Linked DNA regions of Sus scrofa: region 2 is linked to region 1. Evidence: chromatin contacts called from public HiChIP or PLAC-seq data. All regions are on one chromosome and are shown on one strand. Each heading gives the region's core, a stretch centred on a gene start, on an enhancer-like site or on the middle of the called end of the contact. The rest is flanking DNA. Distances are from core to core; before and after follow the strand shown.

Region 1 (4,424 bases), core at 1,017-3,516:
TCTCTCTCTCTGCCATGTGAGGACACAGTGAGAAGGCAGTCATCTACAAGTTAAGACAGCTTTCACAAGGAACCAAATTGTCTGGCACCCTAACCATGTACTCTCTAGTCTCTGGAACTGTGAGAAATAAAATTCTGTTATTTAAGCTTCTCAGTCTATGGTATCGTGTTGCAGCAGCCCAAACTAAGACAGAACTCTCACATTTTGGTATGACTTGCAAGCAAGACACTGTCATTTGTTCTGGGTTCTCTTGTCAAGGATGTTTGTGTGGAAAACTTTCTTGAAAGAGAGATAGAGGAAGAAATGTTTCCCCCTGTGGCCAAGGACAGGGCAGCCATGCTACTGCCCATTCTAGAAGATGTAGGCTCCTTAAGCTCAAAGTCCTCTCCTACAATACAACCCGCTGTGCATGCAGGTGATTTCTAGACTTTGTCATATTCGTCTGTGAGAACCAGGGACTGGATGGGAAAAAAATGCTGATTCTGTGGCTACTGTTATTGTTGTGCATGATAAATTAATTGCCCTCTGTGTCTGACCCAGGAGTCTCACATCATCCAAGATGTGGGGGCAGGTTAACTTCTTAGCTTGTAAGTAGGGTAAAATCTCAGATCCTGCATAGTTCCTGGCAGTCCTCCTCTGCACTGAATCAGACCTGATCCCATGGCCAAGAGAATACTGCAGAAGTGATGTTATGTGACTTCGAGACCAAGTGTTCAGAGATGATACAGCTTCTGCCCTCTTCTCCTGGGATGCTCATGCTTGGTTCCCAGTCGCCATGCTGTGAGGAAGCTCAAGCTGCCCTGAGGAGAGGCACCCACAGACAGTGACTCAGCCCTCACCAGCTTGTTAGAAATGTGAGTCAGCCAACCTGGAAGTTGAATTCTACAGCCTTCCAACATCTTCCTGAAGTTGCAGGCTCAAATCCCCAACTCAGAGAAACCATGAGAAAGATTACTGTTGTTTTAAGCCATTACATTTGGGGCTGATATATCATGTGGCAGAAGTCACTAGTACATGGGACGCAGCCCTCATCCCCTCAGTGGCAGGGTTGTCCAGCAGAGGGATATTCTGAGCTTTCCTGAAATCCCATGTGGTGTGGACGTTGAGGTGAGAGTTGGCAGACCTGCCATGGGCCTCTGAGCTTCAGTTCATCCATCTCTATAATGGGAGATGCTAAGGGTGCCTCCTTCCTAGGATTGTGGTAAATATTCCATGAGATAATCCACGTAAAGCACACCGCAAAGTCCGACAGGAAGTCAACTTTTGTGACTTGCAAACTCCATCATGAGCGTGTATTGCTTTAAATGATTTAGAGAGATTAAAATTCAGACAACCAAAAGAATAATCACTCATAATCACACCACTAGATGAACAACAAATAACTTTTTTGTCACACACATCTGCTTCACATCTTCTTAAAATTACACAGTCATACAGGCATACGTTCTCCCGTGAGAAAGGAACCCAAACATTACAGATGAAGCTGGAACCCTCCTGATCACCCCCAGGTCCCACTCTCCTGGACAGGCCTCAGCAGGAGTGTGGTACGTCTACCTCTGGACCAGTTTTTCTCCCAATGCTACTTGCAATGTCACCTGCACAGTTAGCCCCACCTCCGTTATCAGCACTACAGAGTCATGGTGTCACCTGCAGTCAGCCCCATCACACCATGTCAAACCAACACACACCAACTATTTGTCACCTGTGTGTGGAGAGGCTACAAACAGGCAACATTTCTCCCTGGTGTCATCCCCGCCCAGGCACGCAGTGTCCCCCAGCTCGGTGACATTCAGTGCTTTGCAGTCCTATACTCCATCAGTTGCGCCATGTGGCGTGACATCACACACACTGTCACTTGGACACAGGCAGACCCCTCCCCCCTCGGAGCCCCGCCCACAGGCCTCCTGACACCCTGGGCGCTGCCGCAGTCCAGGCCCTTCCTCCCGCCAGTAGGACCACCATTCAGCCTTCTTCTCCATGAGCCGAGGAAGCCAGGGCGCTGAGGAAGCGAAGCAAATGCAGAGAAAAGGCTTTGTTCTTTGTGGGCAGGTCATTAAGGGGAGCTGGAGCCCCTCTGCCAGCCCCTCCCCTCCAACAAAGGAACAAAACAGCAGCTATTTTTAGATTCATGTCAAACTCAGACCATGGGGTGGGGAGTCCCCAGAGAGAGGAGAGAGAGGCATTTGCGAGGGCTCTAATGAGCGGCAGCAGCCGTGCGGCCGACTCTCCAGGCAGCTGGCCCCCATCTCTGCCGCCAGGGGAGGAGCCAACCCCGGATGTTCCGGAGACAAAGAGAGGGCCGAGACAATGAGAACAATGCCCGGCCTCCAGGACGCCTGGAGGTGGGGGGAGCATCCCCCACTGTGGAAGGAGGTGCCATTGGCCCAGGGCTTGGGCCTCAGGACGCTCCCGCCCTTGTTGAACCCACAGGCACCTCACAGGCCCCAGTTCCCAAAGGAGGCTACCTGGGATGAGCTGCTTGCCAGGAAGCGCCTGGCTCTTCCTACAATACAAACCTCTCGTGATGGGCAAATTTGGGATCCTCCAGACCGAAGAATGAATCCCAGCTGTGCCTCTTGGAGCTGTGCGGTCTCAGCTTCCACACCTGTAAAATGGGAACCATCACTCTCACCTCCCAGGTGGTGTGAGGCTTCCAGGAAGTAAGAACCGGGCACACAGTAGGTCCTCAGCCCACTGAGCTGTGAGCTCCTCACAGAGCAAGGCCTTCATCTCCCACCCTGGGCTGGAAAGCCCAGCATACTGCCTGGCACACAGTAGGTGCTCAGCAAACTTTGTGAAGAGGTTAGTGGAGGGTCCTTACCAGCCTTCCACCCTATGGGCTTGCCCCAACTTGAGTCACCCTCTTTCCAAGCCCTGCTCCTAGTGTCCACTTGGAAAGAAATTTGCCCGCTGAGACCAAATCACTGGTCCGCGGGTGTCACCTTTCCGGGCTCGGAGCCCTACACTGCAATGACAGAGTCCGGCCACCAGGGGGCGCAGTCTCTTAAGGTTTCTGCACCAGCCCAAGTCGTTCCTGCCACTCAGGGGCCAGGAGGTCTGGAGACAGTAGAGCTCACCAGACGGGGTGCCTGGCCACCCCCTCAGCTGGAGATCTTGGAGCTCTTCTCCCAAAACTCCGTGGAGGAGCAGCATTACAACGAAGCCTGTCATCTCGCAATGGTTAGAAAGAAGCACTTTGCAGGCGTAACCAGCTTCTCCCGTTTTGTGGTGTCCTGTCCTCACAGCCTGTGGTGACCCATTGCTGCCCCATGCTTACCCCACCAGTTTCAGGATTTCCTGTTCTGTCACCCTCCCTCCCCAGCCAGAGAAGCCCAGGCCACCAGAGCCAGAAGCTCCTCAAGTTGATCTGCGGGTTCAGGAGTCCCATTTTACAGATGAGAAAGCTGAGGTCCACGGAACAAACCTCAGGGGTACACAGTGAGGAGGCGGCTGAAAACCTAGGTCCTCTTTTTCAACGTATGCCATCCTCACACGTGAGCTGTTTTTCTGTTGTTCTAGGGGAAGGAAAAAGAGAAAGGAAGATTTTCAAGGTCTTATTCTGATCTAGGTCTTTGGCCTTCCTCTGTACCTCATTATTTCATCGAACCCTCTACCCACCCCTCGAATAAGAAGTTATTGTCGCTACTTATGGATGAGGAAACTGAGGTCTGTGGAGGTGGCCCAGCGTGTCCCAGCTAAGAAATGACAGCACTGATATTTGTCCCTGGGGCTGGCTGATTCCCAAACCCATATGCTTTCTGTTCCATGAGGTTGAACTATATAAAACTGCCACTCCCATAGGTCAAAGTTTTAAAAATATCTGGTATTGTATGCTTAAGCTTAGTACTATGCCAAAGAGTTGCTCTTATCCTAAAGGAAGTCGTCATTAATTGGAATATTCTGGTGACAGTGAAGGATGGGCGATTTCTTTGGGAGCAAAACACCCTGAGGAGATGATAGCTACTGCAGCGATCACCCCTTCCGATCCCAAAGTCTGGATCAGGATCCGGAAAGGACCAGTGGGCTCTCGAGGCTCAAGTTCATGGACTCTGACGACAGAGGAGTCATGCATCTTGGGCAGGAGGAGAATTGGAGGAGGGTCTTGAGGGGACACAGGGCTCTCTAGCTTTGGGAGGGAGGCCCCTTGGAAGAGAGGCACGCCCAGGTGAAAATTTTAGGATGTCACACAAAGCCACAGACTCTCGTGGCTAGAAAGCCGTAGGGTGCTGTTGAATGTCCAGCAATGTCGTAAAATGCTCCGAACGTCAAGGGATATCACAGGATACCATGAATTCTTGCAAATGTCATACATGGTTGTAAGTGTCAAAAGATGTCCTAGCGTGCTGTAGATGGTTGTAAATCATCAGTGTCAAAGACCGCCTTCCGGTGTCATCACAGAATGCTGCAGATGGCTGTGAATGTCA
Region 2 (4,424 bases), core at 792-3,291, 200 kb after region 1:
TTTCTCCTATATAGTATATTTTCCCCTACCTTTCACAGCTATAGGAAATATGTAAAGTGAAAACATTTCAAATGGAACACCTGCTCCAAAGAAATGCATCATAAATAATTACCTATCTACCAGAGTAAAATAATCCCTTGTTTTCAATCTACCTCACCCAGAGCTGTATAAGGAATTTCCACCATCGCACAGAATGGCCTCTTCCAATACTACCTCTGGATTATAGCACCAAGTGTAACACATTCAGTTGGTACCCAATTAGCATGTGCTGACTGATTACACAGTATTGATCATATAAGAAAATGAAAATTCACTGTATACAGAGCAGGGTAGATGACCTGGAAAAATTTTTGCACAGAAATATTTTTGGTTGAAAAATCAACAACAATGATTTCTCAAAGTCAATACCTATGGCAGTATACCATCTGCAATTTTTTCACTACTCCTCAAAGAATTAGAAACAAAGACCTTCAAATTTACACAGGGTCACTTTCCTAAGATTTGTTGATTCTTGAATTCCAGAGGCCTGGCCCCAAGTGGCCATTTCTAAATCAAGGAAGACTAAGGAATCCATGAAAATCAAAGGGAGAGAAGCAATTATGTACCTGCGAAGTTCCAAACTATACGGCAGGGAGCGAAGTCTTGCCCTTACAAAACACCACAAAACGAAAATGAGCAAGGAGATCCAGGGGAGGAACCTTAACTCAAGCAGTGCTTTTCTGCCTCTCCAAAGCTGGCCCACCAGTGGGTTCAAATTCAGGAGAAGAAACTCACTTTTTAAAAGGGGGACAACTCAAAATATCTGACACTGGTGAGAAGCTTTAAACCACCAACAGTGTCTTACCACCTAAAAAAGGTTGAAGGGTAATTCTTCAAATCACTTTCTGAACCATAAGGCCAACTTCAACATCTACTCCTTCCTAAAATAATTCTTTAACTCCGCTGGAAATCACTACTAGGGATAATTCTATATAGGGCCCCAGAATTTATATCTTGGATTTCTGACATCTCTAAAAACTTTTTTTTTTTTAAGGGCCACACCTACAACATACGGAAATTCCTAGGCGAAGGGTCGAATCAGAGCTGCAGCTGCCAGCCTACACCACAGCAACACAGGATCCGAGCCGCATCTTCGACCTACACCCATAGCTCACAGCAACACCAGATCCCCAACCCACCAAGAAGGACCGGGGTTCAAACCCACATCCTCATGGATACTGGTTGGATTTGTTTCCGATGTGCCACAACAGGAACTCCCAGAAACTACATTTTTTTAATGTTAAATACAAGAGAAAATTATTAGGGGAAATTAATACATTTGCTGATCCAATAATAAAGACACAATTTACTATGTCTAATGCTTCAGGTCTTCAAGGAAAGCCAGCAAGCAGGAATTGTGACCAAAAGCAAATGACAGAAACAGCCTGAGGGAGAGGCTCTAAAAGCAACCTTTCACTAGTTAAATACACAACTGTCCCAACTACTGCTCAAATCCAATCCAGAAAGAAGTGTGTCAAGTATATTGCAACAGTTACATCTAAACATTTCCACGAGTTCCCGTCATGGCGCAGCGGAAATGAATCAGCGGAAATGAATCCGACTAGGAACCATGAGGTTGCAGATTCAATCCCTGGCCTCCTGCTCAGTGGGTTAAGGATCCGGCGTTGCTGTGAGCTGTGGTGTAGGTCCCAGATGCAGCTCGGATCTGGCGTTGCTGTGACTTTCACGTAGGCTGGCAGCAACAGTTCCAATTAGACCCCTAGCCTGGAAAACTCCATATGCCGTGGGTGCGGCCCTAAAAACCAAAAAATAAAATAAAATAAACAATTTCCACACTTGCATTAGTTCTTAATCAATAAGGAATCCATCAAAACCATGACTAGACACCAACTCACACCTACTGGGATAGCTATAATCAAAAGGCCAAACAATAAATGTTGGCAAGGGTGTGCAGAAACTAAAATCTTTATACACTTGCTAGTAACCAAGCCACTTTGTAAACCAGTCTGACAGTTCCTCAAAAGATTAATCACAGAGTTACTACATGGCTCAGCAATTCTACTCCTAGGTACACAAAGAAGAAATGACAATATATGTCCACACAAAAACTTTCACACAAATGTTCGCAGCAGCACTATTTACCACAGCCCGAAAGTGAAAACAACCCAAAAGTCCACTAACTAATGAATGGGTAAATAAAATGAGATACACCCATACAATGGAATACTATTCCATCACAAAAATTAGGATGTAGCACCGGTACATGCTACTCCAAGGATGAAAAGTTATGAAAATACCATAAGTTAAAGAAGCCAGTCATAAACGACATATTACACGATTCCTATTATAGGAATGTCCAGAATATGCAAGGCTGCAGAGACAGAAAGTAAAGTAGTTGTTACTGGCGGCCGGGAGGGTTGAGAGTAAAGGGGGAGGGGAGGAACATGGAGTTTCTTTTGAGGGTGGTTGATCACGGTGAGAGCTGTACCACTCTGTGAACATACCAAATGCTGAGGTAGGCTGTATGCATGTAAACTACAGCTCAATGAATATTATTCACTGTTATTAAAATAATAAGGCACCCAGAGTCCTCCGGGGACTCAGCAGGTTAACGACCCAGTGTTGTCACTGCTGTGGCGCAGGTTCAACCCCTGGCCTGGGGAACTTTCACACACCGCAGGTGTGGCCAAAAATAAATAAATGAATGAGGCATCAACACTCTCAGACAAGACGACCTTAAAAAAAGTCCAAACATCTAGTGACATGTCACCAGTCCAAAGAATTCACATTCTCACAGTAATTTTTTAAAAGCTATCACTAGGAGCAAAAATGTCAGCATGGATTCTCAGGAGCATTTCCTAAGGAAGAATTTTGGCTTTAAGTATATATATTCTTCCCCAGACATAGAAGATACCTAAACAGGTGTAGCACCCAGACAAACATAACCTTAAAATCTAAAAATCTAGAAAAGTCAAGTTCGGCTTATTAAGCTGACACCTACTAAAAGTGCTACTAGAAAAACAGTCTTAAACACCATCAATATCAATACAGACAAGAAAACTATTGTTTATGACCGCTATTGAGGGTCAGTTTCTTTTTTTTTTTTTTAATTTTGCATTTACTTAAAACTCTGTTTGATGCCAACAGGATTCGAGTCGCACAGGAAGGCGCTTTGGCTAAACACTGATAGTCTTCCTTGATCTCCATTGTCTGCTGTGTGGGTTCCGCCAGCAAACCTCCCAGCGAGTGGTCACCTTCCCATGGAGTCATTAAACCTCTGAATGTCAGCTGGTGGGATTAGCCAGCAGCTTCCACACCTGAGCCCCCGTGGCAGGGACAGAGGCATTTGGATCAAGATCACTAATGAATACAGAATTCATATGCCGCTTGTCAGGGCTCCTGAGCTCAGAGTCGCACAGATGCAACCTAAATAAGACGGAGGACAGAACAATTGTTGACGAAGATTAAAAAGTTTTGGCAGTTGGGGAAAAAAAGAGCACCTCATTATTCAAATATGATATAGTCTTGCTCATTTTTTGTATTTTTTTGTTCAAGTTATTCATGCTTTGCCTCAAATGGACAAATGCCATTCACCAACATTTAAAGACTTCTCGCTCTCATCACTAAATCTGAAGACTATGCTACCTGAACATCAGCTAGAGAAAAACAGCTCTCCTGTAAATATCTGAAACTTTGGGGGAAAAAACAATCACAGGATATCTGAGGTGGAGGACAATTAAAATATGAAAAATTCTGATGAATTCAAAGAGAGGAAAAAAATTTTTCCATAGCCAAATGACTTACTTCTATTCCCAATATTTCTGTATTTCTACCTCCCTTGCATCTTTCTATTCCTGGGTTCCTTCCAATCCCTGAGCTCACCTAAGAGGTTTACTTACACACCTCCTCTGACATTTGTCTGGCTTCCTGCCATCTTCACAAGACCTCATCAGAGGAAAGGAAGAGCCCAAACAGCCCACCCCTCCGCTTACCTGGAATAAGATGTCTTCCCCACTCTGTTGACAAAGAATCACAGGCCTACCAAAGAGGCAGGACGGCATCATGACTGATCACATCCGAGGGCCAGACTGACCAGGGCTCAACCCTTGATTCCGGCACTACCTGCCTGTGTGACCTCAGGCCAGACATTTGACCTCCCTACACCCTGTTTTTCTTCTCTACAAAAATGAGAATAACAAAGTACAGACTCCACATGACTGTTGAAAAGTCAACGAGATAATGCAGAGAAAGCTATTAGAACCGAGCTTGGCATGGTGTAAGCACTCAAAAAGCATCAGCTATCATGATTACTGTGTTTTCACTATCTTCTCCCCATGGCAAAAAGGCAAATACTTCTGCAGCCTGTGCTATGTGTTCCATAGGCTTTTCCTACTGTCACTGTGACCACTAGCTAGGCCTATCTC

The links. HiChIP or PLAC-seq counts read pairs in DNA pulled down with a chosen protein or histone mark.
Region 2: a contact with region 1 is called in an H3K27ac HiChIP or PLAC-seq map of alveolar macrophages. The contact joins two enhancer-like sites. A contact is called at or near these places in 4 of 47 Hi-C or Micro-C datasets (blood, embryonic fibroblasts, liver and 1 more) and 1 of 2 datasets of contacts at active chromatin or transcription factors (alveolar macrophages).

The regions. Positions count from the first base shown.
Region 1 is chr1:264,993,320-264,997,743 of Sscrofa11.1, forward strand. No RefSeq gene overlaps it. Among named protein-coding and RNA genes, the nearest start is that of NEK6, 83 kb to the right of the region's middle. Within about 2 kb of position 2,267, at least 14 of the 83 cell types and tissues checked have an H3K27ac peak or open chromatin away from gene starts, as enhancers often do. A contact at or near this core is called in alveolar macrophages, where this site is marked.
Region 2 is chr1:265,189,795-265,194,218 of Sscrofa11.1, forward strand. All of the region lies in intron 6 of PSMB7 (proteasome subunit beta 7), which reads right to left. Among named protein-coding and RNA genes, the nearest start is that of PSMB7, 43 kb to the right of the region's middle. Within about 2 kb of position 2,042, at least 1 of the 83 cell types and tissues checked has an H3K27ac peak or open chromatin away from gene starts, as enhancers often do. A contact at or near this core is called in alveolar macrophages, where this site is marked.